Linked DNA regions of Mus musculus: all the other regions are linked to region 2. A link is a contact called in public HiChIP or PLAC-seq data. All regions are on one chromosome and are shown on one strand. Each heading gives the region's core, a stretch centred on a gene start, on an enhancer-like site or on the middle of the called end of the contact. The rest is flanking DNA. Distances are from core to core; before and after follow the strand shown. Region 1 has its middle 2.9 kb from the start of Gm39037. Region 2 holds the start of Slco3a1 (solute carrier organic anion transporter family, member 3a1). Region 3 has its middle 21 kb from the start of Gm39037. Region 4 has its middle 38 kb from the start of Gm39037.

Region 1 (2,890 bases), core at 52-2,551, 74 kb before region 2:
CTTCGAACTAAACATTTAGTGCTTCCGGGGTAGAGGCTACATTCTCTGGCTCCTGGGAATCAGAAAGTGAATGAATTAATGGTGCTTAGGTGCCGTGACCACCCAGAGAGATATGGAGTCTGAATGAATAGTGATAGCTTGATTACTGATATCACTAACATGCTGTGTGAATGGCAGATCACCCACAGGCAAACCAAAGTCAGTAAGATGGAAAATCATTTCTCTTCCCGTTAAAATGACTCACTGGTAATGTGATAAAAGATTCATATCTCCACTACAGTTTTAGAAAATCCATCAGCAGTTTCTGAAAAATAATCAATGAATCAATGATTTAATTCATGTTTCCACAGATCTGCCTCTCCCTCTATCTCTATTGCCTATCTGTGTACACACCCATTTAGCTACTTCTTGGTCTACCTTGGTCTGCCTACCTATCTATCCAGGTAACCAGCTAACTCAGAGAACAACTGGCTAAAAGTCAGAAAAACTCTGGGTGGGATTTTGCCTTTTTTGTGTGTTTGTTGATCCAGTGACTGGCCCAAAGCTCTCTGTTTTAGGATGACAATTTTCATATGTCATCAACATTTTTAATATGAATAAACATCATCCCTTGATACTACAACATGAAAGACAAAGCTTGAACTTCATTTTCTTCTCTCCTTCCTGTGGCCCAGTGGCCATGGAGACCTGCCGGCATGCCATCTCACATATTACTTATCATTATCCCTTGACTGACCTCATTGTCTTTCTAGACACTGGGAAACGAAGGGTCTGAGGTGACCAAGCTCTGAGGAATCCTTCCAGCCAGACATCTATTGATCCTTTACTCAAGGTGAGGCTGTTTGGTGTTGGAATTTTTATGTAGATCTTTGCCTTTAAGATAGTGATTCTCTTTTTAAGAGCTGTTATAGGCAAGAGTTGATAGAGGCAGGAATAGAACATGTTTGGTAATTTTATTTCTTCTTCAAAACCCTTTCTTAATGTTTGTAAGTGAAAGGTGTGAGGGGTGTCACTTTCTGGAGTATGGATTTTGTTGAATAGCCAGAGTAACTTGGGAAGAAATTTCTATCAAATCTGTGTGAAGCCTTGTGCAAATAGAGATTCAGCATGGATGCAGCATTCATACTCATCTATAAATAACTCATGGCTATTGTTTCTACAGATGTCCGAAACAATGCATGTCAGGAAAAGGCATTTGAAAAATCAGGAGCTTCCCCTAAACCCAAGACTACATTCTGTGACCCATCGAGTCAGTTCCAGGCATTCCTGGAGGCCACCAAAGACAGCCACAGCCCTGGCGGAATGAGGAAATAAACATTTGTTACAGAGAAGCCCAGGGGCTGGGAATGAGCAGCAAGCTAGGAGAGTCCATGAGCATAGAAATTAGTGTTGGAAAAGTATAATCTTGAACTTTTGTCTGATCACTAAAATGTATCCCCTGGATTGCTTTTGAGGGAATCACTATGGATGGATTCACGGGACATATGCTATATGTAGTCTCACTGGAACTTCAGGGAAGTCCTAACTTGAGTTTCATTGCATAGGTCTACTAGATGCGTTTTAAGGGACAGAGTGAACCAACATTGGTTAAATATTTACCACTTTCCAAACACTAAGAAAAAAATGATTAAATCTCAAAAGAATCCATTGAAATACTAGCTCATTTGAGATATGAGAAAAATGACCCCTGCAGAGGGGTACATATCTAACTCACCCAGTACAGAAAAGGCATCGATGAATTATATTCTCCTAGCACTTTTGGTCTACCATGTAGAAAGTAATACCATGTAATGTCACTGGAATTCTATATTTAAAAATGTAAGTAAACATTAGCCATAAAGTACTGGATAGCCAGGCTATAATCCACAGACCCCAAAGGAGCTAAGTAACAAGGAAGGCCCAAGAAAGGATGCTTGAATTCACTTAGAAGAAGAAATAAAATAGGCATTGGGAGTGGATGAAAGAGGGAATTGGGGTAGTGGAATAAACAGGAATGGGGGGGGGCAATCAGGTGTGGGGAGAGTAGGGTGGGGGGAGGGTTGGGAGAGAAAACAGAAATTGGTAGAGGGGGCATCTCTGAGACAAGCCGGAGACCTTGGAAGGGGGAGACTCCTCAGAGTTTGTGGAGGTGACCCTAGCTGAGGCTCCTAGCAGCTGGGGATATGGAGCCTGAAGTGACAAACTCCTGCAGTCAGGCAGGACTTCCAATGTAGGGAGGGGGAGACCAACCTACCACAAAACCTTTGACTTGACAGCCTATAAGATGTGTGGGGATAAAGATGAAGCAGAGATTGGAAGAATGACTAATGACTAGTCCAACTTGAGACCCACCCCATGGGAGGGAGCCAACTCCTGACACTATTATTAACACTATGTTATGCTTGCAGACAGGAGCCTAGCATAACTATCTCCTGAGAGGCTTCATCCAGTAGCGGATGGAAACAGAGGCAGAGATCCACAGCCAAACATCAGGCGGAGCTTTCGGAATCCTGTGGATGAGTGGGGAATAGGATTATGTGAGCTGCGCTGTTCAAGAATACCACAAGAAGACCTACAGAGTCAACTAACCTGGGCCCATGAGAGCTCACAGAGATTGAATCACCAACCAGAGTATGCAAGGGATAGACTTAGGCTCCCTACACATTTGTAGCAAATATGCATCTTGGTTTTCATGTGGATCCCCTAACACTTAGAGCAGGGCTGTCTTTGACTCTGTTGCCTGTCTTTGGATCTCTTTCTCCTATCTGGGTTGCCTTGTGTGGCCTCAGTGGGAGAGGATGTACTTAGTCCTGCTGCCTCTTGATGTATCAGGGTCAGTTGGTACCCAGGGGTCCACATCCTCTCAGAGGAGAAGGGGAGGTGGCAGGGGGAGGGGGATGTGAGGATGGAA
Region 2 (2,740 bases), core at 149-2,648:
TGAAAACCACACCAAGACTAGGTGAGGTCATGTCTGGAAGACAGATGGATGAAGCAATTTATATTTAAATGGTAAGGCAAACAACACACCCCCACTGTGCCACCGTCTATTCTTACTCAATTTCTCTGGAAGAAAGTAGAAATTATGGCCGGTGCTAATTGCTATGCACTATTGAATGTAAGCCTTGGCATTGGGATATAGGCCCTTGGGAAAGCAAGGAAAAGTTCTCCAAATAGGCTTTGGCTTCTCCATCACTAACGTGGACAACAATGCTAGGTATTTTCTGTTCGTATCCACTTTTCTCTTAGCTTCCAAACGCTGCTGCCTGAATCAGTACATCCTATCAGAGGCGCCTTGTGGACCAAAATCCTAGGGAATGCTGGGGAGCAAGGGGCGGAGGACTGATGACAATTGGCTCTGCTGCATGCTGACCTTCAGGCCAAGCCAGGGAGGGCCACAATAGTCAGGAGAGGGGTGGGGACACAGCAGGCTTGTGGCTCATCCCTTCCTGAACTCCAACCGCAGGCCGCTGGAGAACTAAACAAGGCCCTCTGCTGGGGTCCTTGTGATCTGCAGTTGCCTGTACTTGGAGGCTGGGGGAAGATGTGAGACTCCCTGAAGCTCTAACTTCCCTTCTCAGAGGTTCTGTTTCTTTCTCCCATTTTCGGGGAATGGGCGGTTTAGATATGTCCAGTAGCCACTGAATGCAGGAGCAGAGGCTGGCAAACCAAAGGAGCCAATGGCAGCTCCTATCTCGGCATCTTCCAGAGCCCCAGAGCACAACGTCTGTCCTTAGAAATCCCTAAACCAAGCCGAATACAGCTCCTGCGATACTCTCTTTATGAAAATTGCTTCTTCTCTCCGGCCTTAGCAGTCCGGTACCCGCACTAGAAGTAGGGTGCCTGGATACTCCCATCTCTGCACCTCATTGCTAGTCCTAGTACCACCCAGTTTCCGCCTTGGTGCCCTGGGCCCCACAATGCCTCCTAGTGGCCGGGTAGCACCTTCCTCGCTCAGCCTCCTACCCCACCAGGACTCCTGGATTTTGCAGTTTCGCTGGGTAGTTAGACCCCGCCGGCCTTGACCATCAGCAAGCCCTTAGTGCCCCAAGCAGGTCCCCTCGTGCCTCCCAGGGACGCACCCGCAGCCAGTAGCGGCGCAGCCCGGGGCTCAAGGCGGCGATCAGGCCCCGGCCCGGGCTTGGGGCGCTAGGGGTGAAGGCAAGCGAAGCCGGCGGGCCAGGGGAAGCCGGTGAAGGCAACGGCGAGAGTCCGAGAGAGGCTAGGCGGCGGCAGCAGCGGGCGACGCGAGGAGTCCCTGTGATTGGCACAGCCCGAGCCGGAGGAGGCGGCGAAGGGAGGGCGGAGGAGGAGGAGGAGGAGAAGGAGGAGGAGGAGGAAGGGAGCTAGCGCGGCGGCAGCGAGGAGCGGAGCCTTCAACCTCTCTAGCCGCGGCAGGACGGGGGCGGCCGCCGCGGGCCCGGGGCGGGGACAGTACGCAGCCTCGCGGCACGCACCCCCGCCCGGCAACGGCCACGACACCCGGGGCGAGCGGGAAAGCGGCGGCGGCGGCGGCGGCGGGGGAAGGATGCAGGGAAAGAAGCCGGGCGGCTCGTCGGGCGGCGGCCGGAGCGGCGAGCTGCAGGGGGACGAGGCGCAGAGGAACAAGAAGAAGAAAAAGAAGGTGTCCTGCTTCTCCAACATCAAGATCTTCCTGGTGTCTGAGTGCGCCTTGATGCTGGCGCAGGGTACGGTGGGCGCCTACCTGGTGAGTCCGGGTGCCAACTCTGCGGCGGACCCCCTTCCCTGCCGGCGCTTCTCGGGCTTGCCGCCTGGCACCGGGAAGGGGCCTCGCCGGCTCCGGGGGCAGGCGGGCATGACCTCGGCCCGGCACGGAGGTTGGCGACTGGTGCAGAGGCGGCCGCCGGGGGAGCTGCCGGCCGGAGCTCGGAGCGGGCGGGACCGTGGATGCCGGCAGCTCGCGCGCCGGGCAGGGGCTAGGGAAGGGGTGCCTGAAAGGAGATGCCGCAGGCAGGTGGGCATGAAACTGTTTCTTCTCCCCTCTTGAAAACGGAGCCATATGGCGAGTTCAGGGAGCCTCCTCAGAGACTGGAAGGCATCGCGGTTCAGGTGACCTGCACATGGGAGGAAAAGCCAGTTAGCATCCTGCGTCCTCTACTCTCCGTTTCATCCGCCCGGTGAACGAATCATTATGCATCTTTTTTCCCCCTGGCTCTTTCTCCATCCACCAATTGCTGGGGGAATTTAAAAGGCGCCCGAGTGTGGCCCTGAGCTCAGCGGTAACTGCAGGGGGACTAGTCCCACCCAGATCCCAATAGCCATCTTTCTGTGGAGGGATAAAGTTATAGTACCTGGAGAGCAGCTGCGAGTTTCTGTAGTTCTACCTTAATTCCCCATCATGGTCGCTCGCCCACACGGGGAGTGGATCATCTGTACAATATGTATTTGCTTTATTTGTCTCCAGAAAGGGATTATTGATGCCCAAAGGCCCATGGACACCTACTATGCCCAGGGAATCCACTTGTAAGGATTACCAAGTACCTACTTTGTCGCTTTCTTCTGTCTTGCTCAGGTGGTCCGCACTTGAGTTTCAGACAGTGCACTTCCAGACCTATTCTGTCTACCCAGGAAAAGATGTCTTCGAGTGGATAGTGTTAAATCATTACTTGGCTATTGACCTGAAACTGGAATCAAATGTCATAGATTTTAAGTGTTAGTGA
Region 3 (2,752 bases), core at 220-2,719, 93 kb before region 2:
GATAATGGATGGTGATGGCGACAGTGTTGCTAATGGTGATGGCACTGGTGGTGGTACTGGTAATGATGGCGTTGGTGGTGAAATAAAGATAATGATGATGTGTCTCCCCTCAAAATGCAACAACTGGGCTTCTAGGATGCCGTGTGAAAAATAAAGGATAATTTGAGTACAGTATTACAGAATGCTTTATTACTTAACCTACCAACATTTCTTTAAAGACTGTCTTCCTTGGCATCCTGTAGACTTTTGTGAAAGAAGATACATCTAAGAAGCAGCTAGAAGACTATTCTTTCTGCATGCAAATGGAAACCTATATTAGAGGTGAGAAAACTGCAATCTTCTATATAATTCAGGGCCCCTTTTGCTTTTGGAAATAATGTTCTTTTGGAACTCAGTCATATCTATTGATATGCAGTTGTCTTTGGTTGCATATGGCTGGCAAGTCTTCATTTACTATCAGAATTTTTCACAAAAAAGGCCAACTCTTGCCCTAGATGATGGTCAGATAACCACTATCCACTACTAGCTGCATAACAAGTTCTGGTGTTGGTTAAAGTTAATACAGGGTTGATAGACCCATTGCTAAAAGACATTGGTTCGTTGATCTCCCACCCCACCCCCACCCCACTCAAAAAAAAATCATAGCACCACTAAACAATCACTAATAGCAGAGTCCATTATTCACAGTTTCTGAGTTTGTAGATTCATATGTACACTAAAATTCAATAGTAAGCCCAACATTAATGCTCATGGCACTGTCTTGGTTGCTCTGGACATGCACAGAGTAATAAAGAACATACAACTCAATGCTCACAAACCCAGCTGAGAGTTGAATGCAGTCATGAACTGCAGTGTTGACAAGATCTCATGGTGTAAACAATTGCCTTTGTGTGGTCTGTTCATAAACATGATTTGTCATGGTTGATTTTGTGGTTTTGTTTGCTGGCTTTCCTCTTTGGATGGGCCCCCTAAGCACAGAATATTATGCTCTCCAGTGTTGCTAAGTGCAAGACAGCTGGGATGCACCCTATGGAAGAGGTATATAGATCCATTCAGGCATGAGGTACATACAGCAGTGTGTGGCATAAATTCTATAAAGTTCTCTCTCTCTCTCCCTCCCTCTCTCTCTCTCTCTCTCTCTCTCTCTCACACACACACACACACACACACACACACACACATTTTACCTGTAGAGCACATAAAGGCTATGAATCACCCAATGAGTAAGTATGTGATCAGGGGTTCGAATCCTAAACCTGAACTTCTGTGGAAAACTATAGTTGAGCATTCACTAATTCAGTGTTCCTGGAGACTTTATTAAGTATAGCCATGGCTAATAACGAGAATTGAAAGTGCAAGGAAAGAAAAAAATCCATAGAAGCAAAATATGTGTCACTTATTGGCACAGAATAGTGTGCTGGGACTTTCTTCTTGAGCAATAAAGAAGCTTTCTTTGCCAAATTCTGATGGTTAAGGGGAAATCCCTGGTCTTCCATCCGATGAGTCAAAGGAAACAGGAAATGGTCCATGGTGGCCTGGGCTCAAGAATCCTTCATATCTAGTTTAACAAAACTTTTCTGGGAACTGACTCTAGACTTTGGAGCTTGGGGCCATGACCTCCAGTTTCCAGAAAGTTTTTTTTATAAAGACTTCAAATGGCTTTACATTCTACTTTCCACCCCTCTTTCTGAAACTCCACTGCAGGTAGCTTCTTGACAGTAACTCCAGACCTGATTAGCCAAACTTCTTAGCATTTTGTTTTCATTCTCTACACATTGGGATGTGGGAGGTAAAGAAATGATCACTGCTTTGTCTTAATCCTGGTAATCTCTGGAGCCAGTCTTGGGCACCGACTTCACGCATGAAGATGTGATCTTAGATCTGCACACTTGGACAATCATGTCATCCCTCTTGTCACTGTGGAGCTTTGTCTTTAGCCAAACAGGAGTCTGTGGAGTTGACCATGGACAGATGTGCTTGGCTGTATTGGTCACCACATCTATGTGGGAACTGGGTAGCAGACACCTCATGGTTCATTGTATTCATTACTGTTCTTGTTGTAATGGAAAAAAATTCCTAAAGAAACTGAAGAAGAAGAGGGTTCATTTTGGCGCATGGTTTGCAGAGATACACTCCATCATGGCATGTAAAGCATGGTGGGACAGCATGAGGTGGCTGACCACGGTGCATGTGCAATCGGGAACTCAAGAGACCCAGATGCTGGTGTTCAGCTCACAGCCTTTCATTTAATCAGTCCTGGATCATGACCAGTAGGATAGAGCTGCCCACATTTGTGGGGGCTTCTCTCCTCAGTTAAACTTTTCTAAAAGCAGACTCGCAGATGCACTCCAAAGTGTATTTCCAGGGTAAATTTAAATTCAATCAAGCTGACAATCAAGATTAACCAGCAAGCTCATCACCTAAGTCAGGAATTAAGCCACAGAGCCTCTGTAAGTCTTGCCATGGGAATCACAACATACACTTTGTGCAATGAAGGTAAGAGCTTGTGTTGGTTTGAATATGGGTGGCCCAGGGACTGGTACTAATAGGAGGTATGGCCTTGCTGGAGTGGGCATGGCCTTGTTAGAGGAAGTGTGGAGTGGGCTTTGAGACCCTCCCCCTAGCTTCCTAGAAGACAGTCAGTCTTCTCTTAGCAGTTTTCAGATCAAGGTATAGAACTCTCAGTTCCTCCTCTGCCATGCCTGCCCACTTCCTCCACGACCCTTACCTGGCTAACACTTACCTCATGAGC
Region 4 (2,703 bases), core at 148-2,647, 110 kb before region 2:
TGCAAGGATTTTAAAACAAATATGATAGTTTAAAATTAAATTTTCTTCAGAAAGCACAGACAAAAGATCACTGTACAAGATCCCTTCTGAATCAGAACAATTGACAGCACCTTTCTGGCTACTTTCCATTTGGGAACATTCAGTCACAGACTAAAGAAGTTTTGCCTCTCTGCCTAATGATGGAGAAAACAATATCATGGTGGTGAACAATGGGTCCTGATTATAAAGATTACTACAAAGACACTGTATGTGTAACACACTCCCACTACTAAATAGACTCAATGACCTCCCACCTCATAGTAGGTTGAGTTGTTGAATGTTCCCTGTGCATCCATAAAACGAGAAATCATATCTTTTTCTGACGTTTCCAGTCTCACTTCCTGAAAAATTATGCACTGGTCATGATGAATAGCCACTGGCAAATACCATTTGGGACCATCCGAAGCTTCATTACACATTTGCCTAAAAAACAGCCTCTTTTGGTTAATATTTTTAATGCAGTTCTCAAATCCAGCTCCACTGGGATAGAGAATCAATACAGGCAACAAATGAACTCAGGAAACAAAGAAGATGAAGTATTATCACCAAGAATCAAGATCCAGGAAATGGTTTGCTTTGAGCTATTATCAGTTGCCATAAGATGCCAATCTCTACCATACAATTTACATTGAATGGTATTTATTAATAAACATATAAAAGCCTATTTAGTAAGCATTGGCAGCAGTAACCATCACCACCTTTTATCACAATGGTGTTGTTTTACTGACAATCATAATGTTCTCTACCTTTATCTCCACTACTACACATAAAGTGACTGAAATTCAGAAGGACTAAGTCATACCATCATTTGAGCCTCAAATACAGATTTCCTTCACTTTAGCCATCAAGCACTTCCAAAACTTAACATCGTTACTTCATAAGGAGTGGCACTTTTCTTGTATGAGCAACTCCACACAGATCTGACACCCATGGCAAAGCAAATGAGAGCCCAGAGAAGAGGCCATTATTTCAGCAAACCGTTAAAAACACAAGACAAAACCAAAGAAGACAAGTTAAACATTCAGTTGTTACTTAACTCTAATTGCCTCTGTTTTTCCATCTTAAAGTATGGTTCAAACCCATGTAAACATTGAACAGAAGTGATTTTTTTTCACCATGAGCCACCTGCTCAAGAGAATATCTTTCAGCTTTTTTTCTACCCTTGAATCAACATACATTGCTTTCCTTTAAAAAAAAAAAGAGTAACAAAAATGTATCTGTATGATATGCAAAAACAGACTCTCAAAAAAAAAAAAAAAAAAAAAAAGCCCAAACAGCAGTTTTGTTGTTTTCAACAGGAAACATTGAACCCAGTGAAGAAGGTGTCTGAGAAGCTGGGTAAGATGAGAGGCTCCAGTTCTGCAGACTGCATCACAGTGGTGGAGCACAGGGCAACCACAGAGGACTCAGAGGCACACTGGGTAACTCTGCCGTATACACAAATTAAGCATCACCCAAGTAACTGAAAATAAAAGATGCCACACTTGATCTATAGTACAAATATCCTTCAATACACATAACTTTTCATGCACAGAATTATCAACAGTATTGTATAAAATTATGATCAGGTTGTATATGTAAGGTCTATGTGAAACAAATTTCTTTTGGCCCTGACATGTCCCATATAAGGAGATATAAGCCAAGCATTCTAGATGTAAATCAAAGTTTAAAAAAACCTTTAAACTACATTTAAAATACATGTACATCCAAAATCTGAGGAACCAGCAATACCACTCCTTGGCATATACCCAAAAGGTGTTCCACATGCTCCATCATGTTCATAGCAGCTATATTTATAATATCCAGAAGCTAGAACAACCCAGATGTTCCTCAACAGAGGAATGGATACAGAAAATGTGGTATATTTACACAATGGTATATTTACACAACTCAGCTATTAAAAACAATGACTTCATGAAATTCTTAGGCAAATGGATGGAACTAGAAAATATCCTGAGTGAGGTAACCCAGTCACAAAAGAACACACATGGTATGCATTCACTGATAAGTGGATATTAACCCAAAACCCAGAATACCCAAGATACAATTCACAGACCACATGAAGCTCAAAAATAAGGAAGACCAAAGTGTGGCTGCTTCGGTCCTTCTTAGAAGGGGAAACAAAATACTCACAGGAGGAAATATGGTGATAAAGTGTGGAGCATAGACTGAAGGAAAGGCCATCCAGTGACTGTCCCACCTGGGGATCCACCCTATATACTGTCACCAAGCCCAGACACTATTGTGGATGCCAAGCAGTGCATGCTCACAGGAGACTGATATAGCTGTCTCCTGAGAGGCTCTGCCAGAGCCTGACAAATACAGAGGTGGATGCTCACAGCCAACCATTGGAATGAACATGGAGTCCCCAATGGAGGAATTAGAGAAAGGACTGAAGGAGCTGAAAGGGTTTGCAACCCCATAGGAAGAACATCAATATCAACCAACCAGATGCCCCAGAGCTCCCAGGGATGAAACCACCAACCAAAGAGTACACATGGAGGGACCCATCATAGCTCCAGCCACGTATGTAGTAGAAGATGGCATTGTCAGGCAACAATGAGAGAAGAGGCCATTGGTACAGTGAAGACTCGATGCCCCAATGTAGAGGAATGTCAGGGGATGGGGAGTGAAGCAGTATTGGGTGAGTAAACACCCTCATAG

The links. HiChIP or PLAC-seq counts read pairs in DNA pulled down with a chosen protein or histone mark.
Region 1: a contact with region 2 is called in an H3K27ac HiChIP or PLAC-seq map of extraembryonic endoderm stem cells, with 2.9 times the contacts expected there. The contact joins the enhancer-like site here to the promoter of Slco3a1 in region 2. A contact is called at or near these places in 2 of 39 promoter capture datasets (embryonic stem cells and stem cell-derived epiblast-like cells), 1 of 15 datasets of contacts at CTCF or cohesin (the NIH/3T3 cell line), 5 of 484 Hi-C or Micro-C datasets (the AML12 cell line, cortical neurons and epidermal suprabasal cells) and 3 of 115 datasets of contacts at active chromatin or transcription factors (differentiating embryonic stem cells, extraembryonic endoderm stem cells and trophoblast stem cells).
Region 3: a contact with region 2 is called in a BATF HiChIP or PLAC-seq map of CD8 T cells, with 14 read pairs. The contact joins the enhancer-like site here to the promoter of Slco3a1 in region 2. A contact is called at or near these places in 2 of 39 promoter capture datasets (the 3T3-L1 cell line and embryonic stem cells), 3 of 484 Hi-C or Micro-C datasets (Th1 cells, Th17 cells and bone marrow-derived macrophages), 4 of 115 datasets of contacts at active chromatin or transcription factors (CD8 T cells, bone marrow-derived macrophages and extraembryonic endoderm stem cells) and 3 of 9 other capture datasets (adipose tissue, liver and pancreatic islet).
Region 4: a BATF HiChIP or PLAC-seq map of CD8 T cells shows a contact between it and region 2, with 13 read pairs. The contact joins the enhancer-like site here to the promoter of Slco3a1 in region 2. A contact is called at or near these places in 3 of 39 promoter capture datasets (the 3T3-L1 cell line, embryonic stem cells and hippocampal neurons), 6 of 484 Hi-C or Micro-C datasets (the N1E-115 cell line, Sertoli cells, brain and 3 more), 7 of 115 datasets of contacts at active chromatin or transcription factors (CD8 T cells, bone marrow-derived macrophages, cardiomyocytes and 4 more) and 1 of 9 other capture datasets (adipose tissue).

Annotation. Positions count from the first base shown.
Region 1 is chr7:74,627,677-74,630,566 of GRCm38.p6, reverse strand. No RefSeq gene overlaps it. Among named protein-coding and RNA genes, the nearest start is that of Gm39037, 2.9 kb to the right of the region's middle. Within about 2 kb of position 1,301, at least 7 of the 459 cell types and tissues checked have an H3K27ac peak or open chromatin away from gene starts, as enhancers often do. A contact at or near this core is called in the AML12 cell line and extraembryonic endoderm stem cells, where this site is marked.
Region 2 is chr7:74,553,438-74,556,177 of GRCm38.p6, reverse strand. Slco3a1 (solute carrier organic anion transporter family, member 3a1) reads left to right here and starts at 1,398. Exons shown (of 10, transcript NM_023908.2): 1 at 1,398-1,767. The coding sequence starts at 1,588.
Region 3 is chr7:74,646,243-74,648,994 of GRCm38.p6, reverse strand. No RefSeq gene overlaps it. Among named protein-coding and RNA genes, the nearest start is that of Gm39037, 21 kb to the right of the region's middle. Within about 2 kb of position 1,469, at least 27 of the 459 cell types and tissues checked have an H3K27ac peak or open chromatin away from gene starts, as enhancers often do. A contact at or near this core is called in CD8 T cells and Th17 cells, where this site is marked.
Region 4 is chr7:74,662,720-74,665,422 of GRCm38.p6, reverse strand. No RefSeq gene overlaps it. Among named protein-coding and RNA genes, the nearest start is that of Gm39037, 38 kb to the right of the region's middle. Within about 2 kb of position 1,397, at least 10 of the 459 cell types and tissues checked have an H3K27ac peak or open chromatin away from gene starts, as enhancers often do. A contact at or near this core is called in CD8 T cells and effector CD8 T cells, where this site is marked.